2 separate regions of the Zea mays genome follow, and region 1 is linked to region 2. A link is a contact called in public Hi-C data. All regions are on one chromosome and are shown on one strand. Each heading gives the region's core, a stretch centred on a gene start, on an enhancer-like site or on the middle of the called end of the contact. The rest is flanking DNA. Distances are from core to core; before and after follow the strand shown. Region 1 holds the start of LOC100278408. Region 2 holds the start of LOC100193234 (Transcription repressor MYB6).

Region 1 (3,192 bases), core at 210-2,709, 190 kb before region 2:
AAAGTCCAAACCATCTGAACTGGTGTTGGACAAGATTTTCTTCAGTTGGCAGTACCAGTAGCCCATATGTTGAAGTTAAGTGAAATGGCCGCCTTTCCCCATTACCTTAAACTTTTTGGTTGAATAGGTCAGTACCAGGGTCAAATATCTCGATTCTCGAGTTCGAATCCTGGCAGACGCAATTAAATACTCCTATTAAGTATGAATTAATTGCCCGTCTTTCCTCATCATCGTAAGCACTCAAGATTTTATTCAGTTGGGTTCAATTGGTTAGTTCTTGGTCCTTTCTTGTGTGACCATAAATCCAAAGCAACATACACATTCATTATAGCAGAGAATAACAAATTCCTTGCTGCCAAGCACTCAAGGAAAACTTATTAAAATTCACGCAAAGATGTTGGTAGATCATCCTCTAGTTCAAGATGTCAAAATGTCATGAAAAGGCTAATGCTACAGAAAAAGAAAGCTCAAAATTCCCATGAGAAAAGTGCACTAATCCCTAAGCAACATTATCAGCACGAACAAATTACACTGATATAAAAAACAATTCAGTTTTTTAACAGACGAGGCAAGAAATGATTGATTCAGCAATAATGCATTAAAGTAAGTACTGAAAACTTGCCTTATTCGCCACACCCATCCCCGACTTCTGAGATGGCAACCGTGCCAGTGGTGGCACCCCATCCCATGGTGCTGCAGTGTTATCCGCGGTAGCTCCAGGCACTGCCGTTTGCGACACCGATACAGGCAGTGGTGGCGCTGCTGGCTGCTGCTGCTGCTGCTGCTGTTGATGTTGCTCTTCTTGCATCCTCTTGGCAGCAGCCTCCCCCACCACAGCTTTCTTCTCCTCCTTCACCACTAGACGGTCATGGCGGTCAACCTCCCGGCCGGGGCCGAGCGTAGTGTCGCTGGGTGACTTGTCCACCGCCGACCCCTTGGAGCAAAAGCCCCCCATTTCGTTGCTCCCTCTTCAACCAAACCCTAGGCCCTCAGTGCCCACCGGCGGCTCTCACCTCCCACGCACCGAAACATTCCTGATCCCCGCGCCGCCGGCTCCCATCCGTACCAAACCTATCCAAGCGAAAATGAACCAGCTCGGAACGAAGGTCGCGACCGCAGTACTACACTCCAACCGGCGAAGCCGCTCACCTGCAGAAGCCATGAGAACAGCGCCAAGTCAGAAGAGAGGCGCGGAATTTCCGCGCAAAAAGTAAAGAGATTTTCTCCACACGAACGCATTTTCACCAGAAATTGGCGCAAGGGAACGCACCTGCGGCGGGTGGATCGGCGAGGCGGGACGAAATCGGGCGCAGAGGCCCTAACCTCTGGAAGGGGATCGGTGGATTTGAGGGAAGTGATGAGGCCGATGGGCAGGGTGGGTGAGCTTCGTTCTTCTTTTTGCCTTGTTGGAGGGTACAGCAGTAGCCGGGCAAGGAGGGTCCAACAGCGGAACTGCGGCAGGGAGGGTCCAGCCCACTGCAGACTCCACGACCACGGTGACCAACTGCCGCTGCCCGCTGCTATTGCCACACGCAGGAGGCGCACGCACAGGCACAGGAACAGGCACATCAGCGGGCGCTCATAAATTAACGCGGTTTCGCGGCGGCCGTGTTGCCGTCCGTGTCTACGCAGTTATTAGGTACAGTGGTGTTTAATGTATAATCTTTTGAGCTGTCTAAAATTGTATTTGTAAAAAAAATGGAGCCATCTTTTTTGTGAAGAGATATCTCTGAATTGTAGCTTAAATAGTAACAGATGTCTTACTTCCACTGTACGAATTTGTTGTCTGTTCAATCGATTCGATGTTATACAAACGCATTTACTTTTATATTTATTAATAGGCTACATTTATAGACACTCCATTGTATAATAGAGTATCTTAGTTACCTCTTGTGTTTGAAGAGCCGTTTTGGTGTCTCTCTACTATACATGTCCTTAGAGGTTTATCGATAGCAATTGCATCAATCATAAATGGGTGTTTAGTTTCTAGGCAATAATTTGTAGTTTCTCTAGTTTATTTTGGTTTAGTTTTTAAATTGCAAAATACGGAAACTAAAAAAATATTTTAATTTATGTATTTGATAATTTAGAAACTAAAATAAAATAGGATGCAAGAGCTAAAAAAATAGTTACTAAAAACCCAATACCCCTAATTTTCACAACGTATAACATGTTTGCTTTGGATGCAAATAAACTCGCAAATATTTCCTTTTTCGTGGATTGTTTAATTAAACGGAGAGGCGGGAGTTAAAAAAAACGAGCTTGAGCAAACAGCGAGAAGCTATTAGCTAGTCGTGTTGATTTGCGTCTACGTTATTTTAACACTTAGGTAGTGTTTGGTTGAGGAGCCAAATAGAACGGAGTCGTTTCATCCCTGATTTTAGGAACAGAGCCGCTCTGTTCTGTGTTTGGTAATCTGGAACGGAGCGGTTCTGTTTTTTGTTTGGTTGCAGAGTGAACGGAACGGAGCGTGACTGTGAGAGCGGGATTGGAACGGAGCGGCTCCGTCCCATTGATTTTTTGGAGCGGAATGGTTCTGGATCTGAGGAGAATATTCTCTAATTGGAGCCATTCTATTCTAATTACTTTGTAACCAAACAACAACAAAACTTGAACAGAACGGTTCCGTTCTACTTGGCTCTTCAACCAAACACTACCTTACTTGCTGGTGTTTCCTTGTTAGCATGTCATGTGCAGCGATGACTTGAATTGTCCAATATAATAGATTTCTTTGACTAGCACTTAGGTTAATAGTACACCGAAAATATACTAGCTCATAACCTCATGTGATAGTGTAAGAAATATGTGCAAGCATCGCGTGACATGCAATTTTGCAAAACTTTTATCATATATACTTACTATGTTCTTTTTTATTTATCATGTTTTAGTTTAAATATAAATTAGCGGACGACAAATATTCTCGAAAACTAAGGTAGTACCGTAGTAGTATGCAGAACCGCCACTTGCATGAGTTGTTGAAGATTAATCCAGTGCAGTGAACCAAAGCATTGTTTTCTCCATTTATCATGATTAAACCATATGAACACATGCATGTGAGTAGTAGTAGCAGCAACAGCTAGGTTGGAGTGTTGGTGCAAGCAAACCTAAACCACCACGCATGGACTTGCAGCAGCACTAGGGAACAACACTCCAGTTAGTGTGTGGAGCTAGATCATGTGGCCAGGAGATCGA
Region 2 (3,248 bases), core at 140-2,639:
CTGTCCGCGGTCACAGTGGCGTCACTGACGACCTGTCCACTCGCTCTCTCGTAACGCTGACATCTGAAAATAACTCGGGTCACGGGTAATTAGGCAGTCAGGCCTGGCCATACCATAATCCATGGCTACGGTAATCCAGTCCACCGCGTACCCTGCTGTGCCGGCGATCGGACGGACGGCGGATCCGGCGGCCGTGCGGCCTGGCCCAACCGTCCACCCGAGTAGTTCCCAACGGAAAGGGGCAACCCGGGCGTGTTTGGTTTGACCCGGAGGTGCACGCTGCCTGCCCCTGGCCCGGTGGCCCCCTAGTTTACGCCATCCGAGCCCACCAACGCTACCAAACTCCGCAAGCTAACTGGGCGCGCGAACTACCTAATCAGGATTCAGGACTAGTAGTAAATTATTGTTGGCTCCGTCCGCTCCGGTCCACCACGGAGAGGCAGAGAGGGATGGGAATTAAACAAGGAGGAGGGGGCTAGCCACACACGCCGAAACGCTAGGAGCGCATCTCATTGGGGTAGCTAGCCAATCGGTGGCGGTTGCTCCACCAGAATTCGGAAACGAGTACTACCAAACTGATTCCCTCCCATCCTTCTCTCTAATCATGAACTGGCCCGCCCGCCCTTGTTTATGGCTTTCCCGCTGCTCTGCTGGGGTTAGCTAACCACCAGGAGAAAAAAAATGTCTCCGCTAGCGGGAGAGGTAAAGTACGGAAAGAGAAGCTATGCTGGTACAATTGTAACAAAGGGGGAGTTGCGCGTAGCTAACAAGTAACAACCCGCTCCACCGAGGGTGGTGGACGGATTTGGCTCGGCTGGCCTAATACACAGTACTCGTACTTAGGACGGTATGACTTAGGAACGCAGCACGTATCTAAAAAGTTGGCTGAAATATAGAGCGAACCCTGACTTTGGCAATGGCTAAACTTGGCGTGTTTTTTTTTTTTTTGTGCTTCGAAAGAAACACTCACTGCTGTCCCATGAATGACCCATCCGCCAGAAAATACACCGAAGAAAGGCGCACGCGCACGGACGGGGTCGGCGGATCAAGAGAGCAAGGCGTGCGACGTGACTCGCGCACGGGCCAGCGCGATCAAATGGAACGCCTCCTGTAGGGTCGTCGGTCGGTCCAGTCAATGGGTGTGAGAAATGAAGCGAAAATTTAGAATAAAATCCACGCTTCATCACAGTAGCGTCTACACGCACTGCGCCCCGGCCTGCTGCCCGGCTCCCATATGTATGCCCTCCGTTGCACTTGCACTGCACCCCCCTGTCTGTCCCCACCCTTCTGCCCTGGCTTATCTCTTTCCGCTTCCCCCTGTTATAATAGCAACCAAACCAAACCAAACCAGAGCTCAGGAGGAGCTTCCACGCAAACTCAGGGGGAGGCGCGCGCAAGCAAGCACACGAGGGAGCAGCGGGCAGGCAGGCAGGCAGCCATGGGGAGGTCTCCGTGCTGCGAGAAGGCACACACGAACAAGGGCGCCTGGACCAAGGAGGAGGACCAGCGCCTGATCGCCTACATCAGGGCGCACGGCGAGGGGAGCTGGCGCTCGCTGCCCAAGGCCGCGGGACTCCTCCGCTGCGGCAAGAGCTGCAGGCTCCGCTGGATGAACTACCTCCGCCCGGACCTCAAGCGCGGCAACTTCACCGGCGACGACGACGAGCTCATCATCAAGCTCCACGCCCTGCTCGGCAACAAGTAAGGCGCCGCGCCGTTCCGTTCCGCCACCTGTACTGTACCATTCACCGCCCAGCTGGGATCCTTTTCCTAGCACGCATGGAATTGGATGGGGGGTGTGGCTATTGGCTAATATCCATGGCTCCGTCGCGCAGGTGGTCGCTCATCGCGGGGCAGCTGCCCGGCCGGACGGACAACGAGATCAAGAACTACTGGAACACGCACATCAAGCGCAAGCTGCTCAGCCGCGGCATCGACCCGCAGACGCACCGCCCGCTCAGCGGCGGCGCGGGCAGCGCGCTCACCACCACGTCCAGCACCGCCGGCTTCCCGTCCCCCGCGCCGGCGTCCAGGCCCACGCCCACGCCCCCGCCCGCCGTCGTCGTCCCGCCCAATGCGATCTTCGCGCGCCCGGCGCCGTCGGAGGACGGCCACAGCAGCAGCGGCGCGAGCACGGACGCGCCGCGCTGCCCCGACCTCAACCTGGACCTGGACCTGTCCGTGGGCCCGCCGCCCAAGACGCCGGCGGCCACGCCCGCGTCGCAGCAGCGGCGGCGGACGACCATCTGCCTGTGCTACCACCTCGGTGTCCGCGGCGGCGAGGCCTGCAGCTGCGAGACCGCGTCGTCGCTGGCGGGCTTCCGGTTTCTCCGGCCGCTGGAGGAGGGCCAGTACATATAGGTAAAGGTAGGCGTCGTTAAATCACTGTAGGCAGGCAGAGGCAACCCTACCCTCGCAAACCTGTAAAAACAGCCAGGGAAAAAAAATGGAGAGTTTCTAATGGACGGAGATGGTTGTGATGTGGATGATGAGTTCCCCTTTCTATCTTCAGAACTGATGCGATTCCCCTTTCCGTTTTTTGAGTTCGTTGTACGGTTCATCCGTTGAGTGCATCGTGTTTGGTTGCGCATCCGAATCGAGCGGGGCCTGGCTTGGCTTGGCTTGACATTTGTGCCATGTCATCCATGTGAGATACTACTAGTGCGAGCATCCGCCATGCGGTGCGCAGTGCGTTGATGGTAGGTACGCAACATATTTTTATTATTATTATTAATTTTTTGGGTGCTCCCAGGAAATAAGAAACACACGAAGCAAATTCGTATCTGGGTGCTCCCAGTAAATAAGAAAACTTCGGAGAAACTGACGTGGCCTTGTTTTTCCGGAAAGGTTTCTTCATTGTTTAAGCGTGAGAGCGACATTTGTTTTCTCTGAAAGAAGCATGGATGAAACCGCGAACGTGGTGCCCTAGTGGTAGTTAGCTAACCAACCCAGGTAGGTCAACTGATAAAAAGGGCAGTGGGAACACAAGATAAGCGCCGGCAGCCAGCTGGATTCGAAGTAATTCTCCACGTCTGCAGTAATTTTAAACAGCATTGTGTCAATTAACAGAAACGGGTTATAATTATAAATCCCTTCTTCCCTGGGTGCACTCTGTTTTGGATACGGCATACACATAGTTTGACCAAACTCTACCAGCGGTGTAGATTTTTTTTTGAAGATCCAATGGACTTTTTGCACGTTTTGAACCATGAATTCTCATGCAATAAATTATAGCAGTTTATATTGCT

The links. Hi-C and Micro-C count contacts between places; a contact is called where the count stands out from the background.
Region 1: a Hi-C map of leaf shows a contact between it and region 2, with 6 times the contacts expected there. The contact joins the promoter of LOC100278408 here to the promoter of LOC100193234 in region 2. A contact is called at or near these places in 4 of 25 Hi-C or Micro-C datasets (ear, leaf, root tip and 1 more).

The regions. Positions count from the first base shown.
Region 1 is chr3:178,403,150-178,406,341 of Zm-B73-REFERENCE-NAM-5.0, reverse strand. LOC100278408 reads right to left here and starts at 1,459. Exons shown (of 13, transcript NM_001374044.1): 1 at 1,271-1,459; 2 at 623-1,149. The coding sequence starts at 955.
Region 2 is chr3:178,216,561-178,219,808 of Zm-B73-REFERENCE-NAM-5.0, reverse strand. LOC100193234 (Transcription repressor MYB6) reads left to right here and starts at 1,389. Exons shown (of 2, transcript NM_001138384.1): 1 at 1,389-1,701; 2 at 1,836-2,464. The coding sequence starts at 1,439. The coding sequence ends at 2,361.